2 separate regions of the Sus scrofa genome follow, and region 2 is linked to region 1. The links are chromatin contacts, called in public Hi-C maps. All regions are on one chromosome and are shown on one strand. The core of a region is the stretch at or near the end of the contact, and the rest is flanking DNA. Distances in the headings are between cores, read along the strand shown.

Evidence for each region. Hi-C and Micro-C count contacts between places; a contact is called where the count stands out from the background.
Region 2: a contact with region 1 is called in a Hi-C map of heart right ventricle, with 5 times the contacts expected there. The contact joins the promoter of MARCH2 here to the promoter of ZNF558 in region 1. A contact is called at or near these places in 3 of 47 Hi-C or Micro-C datasets (embryonic fibroblasts, heart right ventricle and subcutaneous adipose tissue).

The regions. Positions count from the first base shown.
Region 1 is chr2:70,603,113-70,606,875 of Sscrofa11.1, reverse strand. It overlaps ZNF558 (zinc finger protein 558), which reads left to right and starts at 1,430. Exons shown (of 8, transcript XM_003123168.4): 1 at 1,430-1,686; 2 at 2,522-2,606.
Region 2 is chr2:70,875,065-70,878,829 of Sscrofa11.1, reverse strand. MARCH2 (membrane associated ring-CH-type finger 2) reads left to right here and starts at 1,432. Exons shown (of 5, transcript NM_001244915.1): 1 at 1,432-1,522.

The DNA of each region.
Region 1 (3,763 bases), core at 181-2,680:
TGTGAAAATATTCATAAAATGCTTGTTACTAGGAACTGTGGAAAGTAATATCCTATTCATTTTTCCATCAGCGTGATTATAGGATTTTTTCTAAATGGTTGAAATCTGTGGTTCTCAAAATACATTCTATTTTTGCAAAGTGAACCTTTTTAAAAGTTTTTCCTAGAGTTTGATAATCCCTTTAAAATATAAATTCAGGTTTCTGTGTGTGTGTGTCTATACATATAAAACTCAAATAATACCTTATGCCTTCTGAAAAGCTACATCCCCCAGTCCTTACTGTGACCCCCCACAAAAAACTTTGTTTTCCGTAACTCTGTATTTCTAAATTAGCTACTTATATATTTTTCAGCTTTTTTTTGTTTTCTTCTCCGAAAAATATGGGTATATAGTTCTCTTATTATCTTAAACCATAATTCTCCTTGCATAATATAATTATATAATAAATTAGGATAAGTCAAAAGTCAATGTCTATTGTTTTATTATCTAAATATTTATCATTTTGTGATATATGAATCTGATCTAGATGCATCGTGTAGGATATTATGAATACATTCTCTTTCTCATTTTTTCTTTGGATGTTCAAACCGATAAATTCTCATTTCTTTGTTTTATTCCTATCAATTAATCACTGGTCCATCTCCCTCCAGCATAGATTTAAATCTCTTTTCAGTAGATTCAGATGCATGAGACAATTCATCAGATTTTAGTTTCTGCGTGGGACCATCCTTCTTCGGCTTGTATACACACACACACACACACACACACACACACACTTACTTGACCTATCTGGAAGGATAAAGGAGAAAATGATGTTTATCTCCAGACAAAAAAGGACTGGGAGATATGGGAGTGAGAATAGTACCACTGTTTGAAGATTTCCTGTATGTTTCTATGACCTAGCCCTTCCCCCGCCCCCAATATTAATAGCGTTAGATTCCCTAACTGGCTTGGGACAGCAAGTCAAAGAGAAATGTGCATATATGATCCAATTAAAAAAATTAAGAACTGCACTCAAGCACAAAAGTAAAAATCTTGAATATGCGCATGTTGTTTTACTGCACTGTGTGAGGCTCCGCAAGTAGGAAGGATTGAAGAAAAGTTGTTTCAGCGTTCATATATTTGTACAGCCTGGGGAATCCGTGGAAAGTCCCGCCTTCAAGGGGCTGTTTTTCTCCCACACTCCTCCTGCACTGCCAACCCAGCCCCAACCCGCCTTACACCGGCCCTCGGAATTGGTCTCCACCTACCTTCAGGCTAGGAGACTAGTAACCGTCCGCAAGATCCGCAAGATCCGGTGCCGCCCTCAGTCCGGTTCCGAAATGGGTGTCCGCCCACAACCCTGCCCTCCAGGCTTGGTTCCGCCCACAAGCTGGTACACGCCCACAGCCGCCCCCTTAAAACGGATCTCAGGCCCTGGTGCTGACCCAGCCCACCGCCCACCACTATGCGAGCGAGAGCCCTTCTTCTGAGGCTAGGGTGCGAGGCTGCCGGCCCTTCTGCAGCCTCAAACCGCAGCCCCTCAGTGTCCCCCCGCTTGGGGGCGGCTAGACACCGGAAACTGGAGCTTTTGGCTGCCAGCCCGAGACCGGAAGCGGAAGCGCGGGGTGTTGGTGAGGAAGGAGTTGCGGGGTGGTTTGCTGCGTGCTGTGTACTGTCTTCTCCGCGGGGAACGGGATTCATGTGGTATGTTCGACCTATGAGAGGGGCAGTACTCTGTGCGCGGCGGGCAGGCCTGAGGCTATCGTAGGAGTTTAGGGAAGGGCATAGGCCTGGGGCACTCCAGTCACGGGCTCTGGCGTTCCTCTCTTTCCCGAGAGCCGCGTTTCCACCCGTGGGGCCTCAAGTTGCCTCTGGTCAGCCCGTAGCTTCCGTTTCCTCCTAGCTCTGGGCGCCGCTGTCACCCCTTCCGGAGAATTCTTCCGTCCATCCTCTTCAACATCTTTCCCGAATGTGATTTTTGCTCCCCTAGGGGACTTTTATTAATCACGTCTGGAAGCATTGTTTTGGTTGTTATAAATGGGAGGGGCTGCTGCTGTCATCTAGTGGGTGTAGGCCAGGGTCCTGCTGGACATCCTACAATGCACTGAACAGCCCCCATGACAAAGCATTATAAATAGTGCCGAGGTTTGGAAACCCCGCTCTAGGGTCTCAGAAATCTTCAAAGCCCTGAATGAACTTAAAAGGTTAGTTGAGTCACTTTTAGCGCCCCTGAGTGACAAGCCGTGTTAGAAGTGCGTAGAGTCACCAAAAAATTTCTATCTAGCCAAATGGGTTGAGCAAGGCAAATGCACAGCACATGAAGCTTTCTTACACTTGAGGAGCAGATGGCTGGATAGGGATCAGGAAAACCAGTCATAGCCAACAGTTACACGTTACATAAGTACAGTAAATCCAAAAAGGAAAAGTGATTGGTATGGCCTTTCCATCCAGCAACTGTATTACACCCTATAATACAGGCTTCTTATAAAGGGCCTCAAAAAGAATTTTTGTCCCCTGTTTCTTTTTTTTCCCGCCACAGACAAAACGTCTCTGTTCATGCTTGACTTGAAACTAGCCTCAAGCTTCACATGTCCTCACTGATCTGTGGATTTCTGTATGACCAGGTGAGTATCATGTGAACTTGTAGCAACAGATTCCAGCAGCCTCAGCTGTGCAGAAGTGCTAATAGGCCCTACTGTGGGCTCAGATTGTAAACACAAGGAGTCGCTGAGAGGGAGAGTATCTTAAAAACATTTATTTATATTTGATGGATTATATTCAAGGAAAAGATAGTAAGGTGTGTGGTTATGTGTGTGTAAAAAATTAAGTAAATACAGTTATGTGCAGGTAAATACACATTAAACATGTAAACAACTGTAAGTGTAATGGAAATATAGATTTATTTGCATTCCATAGTACTAAAAATTGTAGGATTTTATATATAAGTGTAAACTTATTATGTGTGCGTGTAATAGTATAAGCCATCCCACTGAAGACTAGCAGAACTACTCAGCAACATTTCTCAGGACTGCTACCATTTGAATTCAAAAACTCCTTTAAATCCTCCACAAAGATTCAAAATATGGGGTACTGAGGGAAAAAATAACTTGAACTTATTTATATTTGCAACAGAATTTTTTTTTTTTTTTGTCTTTTGTTTGTTTAGGGCCACACCTGCAGCATATGGAGGTTCCCAGGCTAGGGGTCGAATCAGAGCTGTAGCTGCCAGCATACACCACAGCCATAGCAATGGGGGATCCGAGCTGAATCTCCGACCTGCACCACAGCTCATGGGAATGACGGATCCTTAACCTGCTGAGCGAGGCCAGGGATCAAACCTGAGTCCTCATGGATGCTAGTGGGGTTCGTTAACCACTGAGCCATCACGGGAACTCCTGTAACAAAAATTTAAAATTAAATTGACCAGATGTATTTTGAGCAAGTGTTTTCTGTTTGGTTTTGTTTCTTTTTGTGTGTGTGTGTCTGTATTTTCTAGGGCCGCACCCGTGGCATATGGAGGTCCCAGGCTAGGGGTCCGATCAGAGCTACAACTACTGGCCTATGCCAGCCTACGCCAGAGCCACAGCATAGATCCGAGCCAGATCCGAGCCATGTCTGCAACCTACACCACAGCTCACGGCACCGCCAATCTTCGACCTATACCACAGCTCACGGCAACGCCAGATCCTTAACCCACTGAGCAACACCAGGGATCGAACCCAAAACCTCATGGTTCCTAGTTGGATTCGTTAACCACTGAGCCAAGAGGGGAGCTCCTTTG
Region 2 (3,765 bases), core at 183-2,682, 270 kb before region 1:
TTCTCCACTGAAAAGAAGGAAAAGTCCTTGGAGAAATGGTTGATTTCAGAACTGGGACAGGTAAAATTTCAAGAAAATGCCACCCTGGGGAACCTTGTTAAACTAGTAAGGAAGTACGAAAAGATGGAATTAGAAATATCATCATTTATCAACCATCATCTTATAGAAGAGACAGGCAGGGCTGAGACCTCCATGCCACTCCCTTTTTCCTGCCTTCATTGATGATGTGATGCCTGGAGCCACAGCAACCATCTTGCTACCATGAGAAAAAGGCCATGAAGTTCTCCTGTGGCCCAGTGGGCTAAGGATCCAGCATTGTCACTGTTGTGGTGTGGGTTTGATCCCTGGCCTGGGAATTTCCCTCTGCCTTTGGTCTGCCCATAAAACAATAAAAAAAAGTATCTAGCTTCTATCTTTGTTTCCTCTATTCTACTTCCTTCTATAGGTGATCTTTTTAAAAATGTTATAATTTATCATTTCACTTTTGAAAAATATAAGTACAACATGAAAGAACTTACCTAATGTAATTGAGCTGATTTACATATTCAGCAAAGGTGAGGAAGGGGGAGAAAGGAGTATTGAGACAATTCTCCATCCCACCTCAGGCTCTTTGCATGTGCTGAAATTTACCTAGGATTCTTTCCCCCTCTTTTCTCCTTGTGAACCTCTACTCACACCTTAGTTGTCAGTTCAAGTATTTTTGGACTTTCCAAATAGTCCATGATATGCCTCCCTCACTTACTACAATTTACCACCTTCGTAGTTAAATAATTACGTAACTGGCTGTTTAATGTCTGTCTCACTCCCTAGGTTGAGGTTCCAGAAGGCAATAATATTTGCGTTACTCAGCATTGCGTCCACAGCGCCTAGCACAGTGTCCCACTCGTAATAGACCCTCTCAATGGATGTTTTTTACATCTAGTGAATGAATCTATTACATGCATTAATGAATGTGAATGATGAATAAATGAGATTGGCTTTGACCTTCCAGGTCCCCTCTCTAGACTTCTGCTTCCTCTCTGTAAAATGTGATCGGATGTTTCATCCCTCCCCCAGGACTGATAAGGAGCTTAAAGGAGGTGATTGACACTTACAAATCCCTTTGCCTGTGTCAAGCTGAATTTTGTAACGGTTTTATTTATCAGCAAGCTCTAGTCGTCTGCAGGTGGCGCCACCAGCCCCGCGGGTACCCGGAGTCAGGATGGGGCGGGGCCGAGTCTGGGGCGGAGCCAGGACGCAGCAGGGGCGGAGCCAGTAGCTCCTGCGCCGCGGAGCCTGTGCGGCCCAGGACGTCCCTGTCGCCTCTGACCCCGCCTCCTAGGGCGGGACGTGCAAGGCAATTGGCCAGCATAGACGAGAGGCGGTCGCCATTGGTCCGTGGCACCGTCGGCTCGGCGGGCGGTGTCCGGACGCAGGTGCCGGCGGAGCGGAGCTAGCGGCGCTGACGGGACCGGCCGGGCCGGGACCAGGGCCGGGGCGAGCGGAGGGGCCTGCGCGGCTGCCCGGCCCGGCCGCGGATCAGGTAGGCACGGGCGAGAGGATGGGACCAGGGGGTGCCGATCCGCGGGCCGGCCCCTAGTTTGAGGCCCGAGCCTGACCCCCAGGCGGGACCGCCGGAGTCGGACCCTCGGCCTCAGCCTTCCCAGGGACTAAGGGATCGCAATTTCCCTTTCGGAGACGGCAGGAGGTCCCCCGGAGTCGGACACACAGTAGGTGTCTCTCTGAGTTGGATTTTCTTATCCATGAAACCGGGTCATCCCAGCGCCAACCTAATGGGGCTGTTGGGAGGATTCCGGAGGTGGCAAATGAGGAAAGCGCTGTGCACACAGTAGGCGATCAGTAAGTGACAAGTCACCTTCCCCAACCTCCTTTTCAGAGGAAATTGTAAATAGAATAACACAGGCACTTGCTTAGCAGAGTGCCTGGCTGTTAGAGGGTGCTCAAAACGGGATAGCCAGAATTTATAGGATTAGCTCATTTTGTCCTCTAGGGACAATATTAGGTAGAAGTACTAAAAATGTTTCCTGCTATATGGATGAAGAAATCAAGGCTCAGAGTGGTCTAGTCTTTTGCCCAGGGCTACAAAACAACTAAAGATCAGAGCTGGGCTTAGAACCTGGCCTCGGTACAGGGCCATGCAAGTACTGAAGGGCACATGGGAGCTTCTCTGTGGTAAGTGAAGAAAAATGAATGCATTTCTTAGGCTCCACATTTAACCTAAAACAACAACAACAACAACAACAACAAACTAATGAGCATTTGTTGAGTGCTTACTGTATGCCAGGCACTGGCTGTGCCTTGTCTCATCAAACCTTGTCAACAGCTCTATATGCTGATGACAGTAATTAAACTAAAAGCTAATATTTATCAACTCATTCTTATTTATGCGTGTAAGAGCTGGAACCCCCATTATACAGAAGAGAAAAACCGAGGCCCAGAGAGTGAAGCAGCTGTACTGAGATGATACTGTGGGGAGTTAGGGTCCTCTGACTTTTCTTCCCTCAGTTTCCTGCCCTCAAATAAAGGAGGCTGGGTGGGTGTGGAAAGGTTGAGCCCAGGGCAAGTTTTGCTGGAGGAATTGAACCTGGGAGCTTCTTCTCAGGAAACCCCTCAGCAGACACAGTCCACTAGCTTTGCAAACTTATCTGACAGAGGGGAAGGATGAGGTCCAGAGAAGCTCAGTGACTTGTCCCAGGAGATACAGCATCAGCAACAGAGTCAGGACCTAAAAGAACCCAGGTCTTTTCAGTCCCAGAACCACTCACTAGATGAAGTTCAAATCTTGACACTGTCCGTCTTAGCTGTGAGATCTTGGGCAAGTAGTTGCCCCTCTCTGAGCCTCAGTCTCCTCACCAATCCAATGGAGGTAATTATTGGACTTAGGTCATAGGTTTGTTGTGAAGACTTAATGAAATCCATCTCCAGTTGTTGGGCCAAGTTTGATTCGCTCTCCCATTCCAGCAGCCTCAGAGCCAAGTCCAGCCTGCAGCCACCCTATCCTTGCATCCAGCCTTGAGTTTGGCCTCTTCCAAGTCCAAGCCTCTGTGGTCTTCACAGATATCTAGCCTTTAAATATCTCTGATTCCCATCATGGGTTCTTTCAGACCAGTGTCTGGGGAGCAAGAGACCTGGCTCTCTTACCCTGCTCTTACACAGAATAGGGACTGAGAAATGAATGCAGCAACTCTCTGCCAGACACAGGGCCAGGCACTGGAGATGACCAATGAGTAGAAGGCAGACATGGTCAAACCAGTAGACAAAGAAATAAGAGCATTTCAGAGTTTTCATTGTGGCTCAGTGGGTTATGAACCTGAGTAATATCTGTGAGGATGTGGGTTTGATCCCTGGCCCTGCTCAGTGGATTAAGGATCTGGCATTGCCGTGAGCCCCGGTGTAGGTTATAGACACAGTTTGGATCCTGTGTTGCTATGGCTGTGGTGTAGATGGGCAGCTGCAGGTCTGATTGGACCCCTGGCCTGGGAACTGCCATATGCCAAGGGTGCAGCCCTAAAAAGACAAAACAAACCAACCCAGTAGATGAAGAAATAAGAACATTTCAGAGAGGGGCACATTTTGTGATGGCAATAATGTGGACACCAATGGCACTTTGGCTGAGGTGGTCAGGGAAGCCTTCTCTGAGGAGGTGACCTTTGAAGGAGACACTTAAAACAACTGTTTGAGTTCATTAAGCTTAGTCCAGTACACAGCTTGCAGTAGGTACTTAATAAACAGTACCTGCTAGCTGTTCCCTGGTGGCTCAGCAGA